Linked DNA regions of Gasterosteus aculeatus: region 2 is linked to region 1. Evidence: chromatin contacts called from public Hi-C data. All regions are on one chromosome and are shown on one strand. The core of a region is the stretch at or near the end of the contact, and the rest is flanking DNA. Distances in the headings are between cores, read along the strand shown. Region 1 holds the start of bcl11ba (BCL11 transcription factor B a). Region 2 overlaps LOC120833417 (a long non-coding RNA gene).

Region 1 (2,700 bases), core at 98-2,597:
TATTTTTAGAGTAATTTTCTGCTCGTGGACGGAGCCGTTTATAATTCGGTTTAAAGTAAAAGCGGAATAATACAAAAGTCATCTCTCGTTTAACCAACTCGCTTTTCTCCTTCAGCAACCCGACACGTTTTTCCCTTTACGCTTTATAATAATAATAATAATAATAATAATAATAATAAGAGGCAATTTACACGTTGTAATAATCGGAAAGTATTAATAGTAAATTATGGCCTTTATCTAATTTCGCCAGTGAGGAATAAAAGAGGAGAGAAACTTTCTGCTCCCAAAATGTAAGAAAAAACAAATCCAACTCTCAACTTCTCGGGGTTCCAGCAGAGAGGACAGTGTGCTGTTGCTGTGTGGACGGGTGGGGGGACACTTACGTGTTGTCTCTCTCTGGGACAGGTGCTGCGGGTTCCCCTGCTTGCGTCGGGACATCGCCCTGGCATTTACACTGGCATCGCCCGGAAAGCGGCGCTGGAAGGGTCGACTCTCCTCCTGCGGCTCCTTCGTACCGGCCGCAAACCGGCCCCCAAAAGCACGCCGAGCGGCCCACTCGGCGCTGGCCCCGCGCGTGGCCCCTCGAATGGTCCCTCCAGCGAGCCGCGGCTCCTGCGCTCTGCGGTGAGCGGCCGTGGCGCGGCGCGGCGCGGGGCGGTCGGTCGGTCGGAGTTCAGCGGCAAAGTGGCGGCGCGCCTCCCGTCTGGCAGCGAGGCGGCGGGCGGACCGGCTCCTTCCGCCGCGCTCACACCATCTTTCAGAAGAAGAAAAAAAGAGAAAAGACAACGGAGACGCGCGAGGTCGGCGGTCACCTCCGGGTGGACAGTCACTGCCCGTGTCCACTCTGCGGCCACGCTGGACACGCTGCGTCCCTGTCCACAGAACGCGGGCGAAATGACGCCAAGTCACGTCTCAAAGTGTCTCAAATAGGGATCCACTGTCCTTCTCGGTACTTCTCTGGGTGGCACCAAGTGTTGGGCACTTCTGCTGCGGCACTGACAGCGCCGGCGACGCGCGTTGCACTTGAACTCTTAAGTCAAAGCCCAAGCGCCGGTTTGAGGACAGACCGCCGCGCTCTTTTCTCTTTGTGCAGGCTGCAGTGCGCCGCTTCCTCGGGCTGTGCGCGGCTGTGTGCGGCTGCGTGCGTCGGCGTGCGGCTCTGTGCGGCTCTCTGGCTTCCACAATGGGAGAAAACTCAAGTTCAAGTGCGGACGTGACGTTCAGTCTGCGGTGAGAAGGGAGAGTGGAGACTGAAGAGCACTGGGGGCGACTAGTGGTGGCTTTCACACACACTGACACACGCCGACACGCACACACACACACACACACACACACACACACGCTGCTCTCCAACTCCCGCATACACCCGAGCGGGCGGCGCGCACGGCAGCAGCGGTCCGAGCCCCTGCAGGCCGCTCCGCGCCTCCGTGCGCCGTCGGGGACTCGTTTGGATCAGTGCGACCTGAGGCGCGTCCTCGTCTCCGGGGTTGCTGGACAAACGCGTGCGGGCCGGTAGCGCGCGACGACCGGCCGATCCGCGCACACCTTTGGCGGGATAGCGCGCATTACATGAGCTGCTTATTAAATGTTGTAAACTACATTTTAATTAACGCTTGACCCTTTGAACCGCTTTGTTCCGTTTGCGCTCACGCGCCTTTAACACAATAAAGGCCCGTCATGAAATGAAATCCTTAATAATTAATAATTGATTCCTTTTCTTAATGAAATTCACAAAGCATAAATAATCATACATTTTTTTTTATTTTGGTTGCGCGGCTCATCAGATCCGCTTTTTTCCACTTTTTATTTTTACAAGTTTTACTATCAGCTCGTTGTATTGTCGTATTGTCTCTGGTGCGTCGGGTCGGCCTGAATCCGCGAACAAATGAAAGGATCACATTCCATCAATATTTATTCATATTTATCCCAAACATATGGCAACAAGGAGCTTTCTGTTTATCCAGACTTATTCAATTAGAAAGTGGTATCAAAAAAAGAAACATCCTTGTGTTTCCCAATCAGGCAGCTTTGTGACCTCACGCTGACCTCCGGAGAGGAAGAGGTGAGTGAGGAGGAGGAGGAGGAGCACTGATTTATGCAACTCATCGAGAAGCTTCAAAATAAAATGCCACAGATTTTATAATTGTAAAATTACAGAGAACAAGAGGGAAACTGCAGCTACACATCATAAGCAACATAACATCACATCTAAGTGCTGAAGCTATAGTGTGTGTGTGTGTGTGTGTGTGTGTGTGTGTGTGTGTGTGTGTGTGTGCGTGCAGATGATGGATAACAGGTTTGCTGGTAGAAGCAGCGTCTCCACTTGCTCGTTCCCTCCCCAGCTGCACCTACTGTTTAAAGGGCGGCTGACATGATGTTCATCCTCACACGTCCCTTCGGGGGGGGGGGGGGGGGGGGGGGGGGGCAAGGAGAGCCGCAAGCAGCCGTGCAATTTGGGGTTCGCAGTGTGCGTGTGTGTGTGCGTGTGCGTGTGTGCGCGTGCAGACACACAGCAGGTGAGAGTCCAAGTTGCTGAACAGGAGCGTCTCTGGGATGACCCCCCCCCCCCCCCCGCTCAGATTTACACCAGAAGGACGTCAGCGTTGTTTTAAAGCAGCGGTGTGAACTAGCGCCGCACGGCAGCTGGATCCGCTTCTTCATCTGCATGTCTGCGTCTCAACGCCGTCGCTCGGTGTCGCT
Region 2 (2,706 bases), core at 19-2,518, 360 kb before region 1:
CACCAGCCAATGGCAGGGCTGCACAGAGAGATACAACCATTCACACACCTACGGGCAATTTAGAGTCCCCAACCAACCTGAGAGAACCCACGCAGACACGGGGAGAACATGCAGACTCCACACAGAAAGGCCACTGGGCGGAGTGGAACCAGGACCTTCTTGCTGTGAGGCGACAGTGCTAACCACCACGTCACCGTGCCGACCCACTGTAGACACTTGCATTCTAATATGCAATCATATATAACCACACACACACACACACACACACACACACACACACTCCTTCGTGTGACAACAGCTACTACTGCAGGTGTAAAGAGGTGGTAATAAAAATAATACAAACATGCAAATAAGATTGAAGTCAGTGGAGCAGTAAATGATGAGTAAGGCAGAGGGGGGGGGGGGGGGGGTAACATTATCTGACTCGCAAACAAAAGAGGGCAGTATGATGACATTCACGCAAAGCAAACTTTAACGGAAACACACTCTGATCCCAAAAAATATTTCAATGTGTTCACATGTGGTATTCGTGGAGGTGTGTGTGTGTGTGTGTGTGTGTGTGTGTGTGTATGTCTGGGGTGTCTTTGTCAATGTGCTCAATGTATGCAATTACCCATTCATGTGGAATGCACATTCTCAAATATTTACAACCCCTTATTATCCCCCCCCCCCCCTCCACACACACACACACACACACACACACACACACACAGCAGGAGATTATCCCCCGAGGCTGGGGGGGGGGCAAGGGGGGGCAAAGAACGGGTAACATTTTTTTCCCCCAGTTGTCACACCTGCCATCAAGAAAACACAAAAAGCTGAGGACTTTTCCTCCCATGTGTGCACCGTTAAATGCTTTTCACACTTACCCCGTCCTAAAAAAAGAAGGAAAAGAAATCCTGGTGCAACGTAAACGTGCAGCTAACAAGTGTACACGGTGTCCAGCCCAAACAGAAATCATCATGCACTGAAGTAACGGCGTGAGAATCCAACAGGAAACAAGGTGTGAAACTGACATCCCCGTGCTGTGATTACATCACACGTGCTGGAAAGCCTTTGACCGGCCTGACCCTGGTTAGCATTCAACAAACACTTGTCTCTGGGATGAAAGCCTCATTGGAAGCCAGCCTGCTAATGATAGTATACTCAAACAATCAGGGCAGAGCACACATTGGCCCCCGTCTCGCATGACGACAAACGCCAGTCCTAAATACGATGGCATCAGTGCCGCGTGTTGGAACGGGCTCCTGGTGTGCGGCGCCAACTCGGCCCACCGCTGCCAAGCATTCTTCAGATTTCATTAAGTAATAGCTCATTCATTACGGAGGCTGGGACCAGGGCTGGAGCCGCCATTAAAGCCCGATCACGCAGGATGCACACAGAGCACACACACACACATACGCTGTACTTGCTGCAAAAATGCACAGAAACACACTGGCTGCAGCCGTGTACACACACACACACACACACACACACACAAGGCTTAAACGTATAATTTAGCTAAAACCTCCCCCAGGCTTGAGGGACCCTCCCTGGGTCTCTTCACCCTTCATTGAGCAAGCTTGCTGGAGGCCACTTTCCACCACTTTCTGCTTGCGATGTGTAGAAAGGGCGCAAACAACCGGGCCCTTTTTGGGCCTCTACCCTTTTGAATGACTACGTCTTTGTGCATTTGTGTGTGTGTGTAAACCTGCATGCATGACTGAAGGTCTGCCAGCAGTACTGTACTGTGCAGCCATAATCCCCAACTCCATTGTTATTGTCTGGCTTTGACTGGGTGTTTGATACTGATACATTCATGTTTGAATATGACCTTTTTTTTTTTTTTTTACAGTAAATGGATAGAATGCATTTTCAAACGAATCTGTAATCTTCTACAAAACAATTTGGAGAAGAAGTTCTCAAACTGAAGATGGTTCGGTTATCAGGTATGTCGGTAGGGGGAAAGGAGAATTTTAAAGCCAGATGGGAAAAATTTAGCATGAAAATAAATGATCAATATTCAAATTAAATTAAATAAATTCCATCAGCTGAGGAAGGCTGTGAATTACACCTTCTTTCTTTATTTAACGTAAAACGTATTTTCTTCTCAGAAACGAGACTTGACAGAGCTAAACTCAAACGGAGCGCTAATGTTGCTTGTGTCTGTTAACCTTGTTCAAATTGCTTTAATGGCGTTACAGCCACGTATCCCATGAGAGCTAAAATGTCATTATTTAGTAGGATGGCCCACGTTTAGCCGATACTCACACTCAACTCTTTCTCACCTCGGCACCTTTGAAAAGCTGCTGCGTACACGCATGTCTTACACGCCCTTTGACCAAGATTACAGTCGCAATTTAATACAGTTCAGAATAGTTAATTTGCCATTAAAGTCGGGGGATGGAGGGGATACGTGGGCGCTGTGTGAATAGGGCATAGTGTGACTGTGGAATAGCCACGGCGTCTTAAATGAATTCAGTACAGGAGCCCCCCCCCCCCCCCGGGTTTCCCCAGAGAGAGCCCCGAGTAATACATCATATTGCTCTTAAACTAGCTATTAACCACAGTGAGGACAGAGACGGAGGGGGAGGGACGGGAGGGGAAATTAAGCAACGTCTCATACAATAGCTCACCATTAACCCAAGCACTAAAAGGCTTGCTGTCTCCTTCTGTTATACGTGGCCTTAATTGATTCTCGTAGTCCCTTTGCGGGCCGTGCAAGGA

The links. A called contact is a pair of places that touch in the nucleus more often than the background predicts.
Region 2: a Hi-C map of skeletal muscle shows a contact between it and region 1, with 4 times the contacts expected there. The contact joins the enhancer-like site here to the promoter of bcl11ba in region 1. A contact is called at or near these places in 3 of 6 Hi-C or Micro-C datasets (skeletal muscle, tail fin and whole body).

What each region holds. Positions count from the first base shown.
Region 1 is chr15:17,157,535-17,160,234 of fGasAcu3.hap1.1, reverse strand. It overlaps bcl11ba (BCL11 transcription factor B a), which reads right to left and starts at 1,347. Exons shown (of 3, transcript XM_040199604.2): 1 at 384-1,347. The coding sequence starts at 438.
Region 2 is chr15:17,513,518-17,516,223 of fGasAcu3.hap1.1, reverse strand. LOC120833417 (a long non-coding RNA gene) reads right to left here. Exons shown (of 4, transcript XR_013452690.1): 3 at 1-18. Among protein-coding and RNA genes, the nearest start is that of LOC120833417, 7.6 kb to the right of the region's middle. Within about 2 kb of position 1,268, at least 1 of the 9 cell types and tissues checked has open chromatin away from gene starts, as enhancers often do.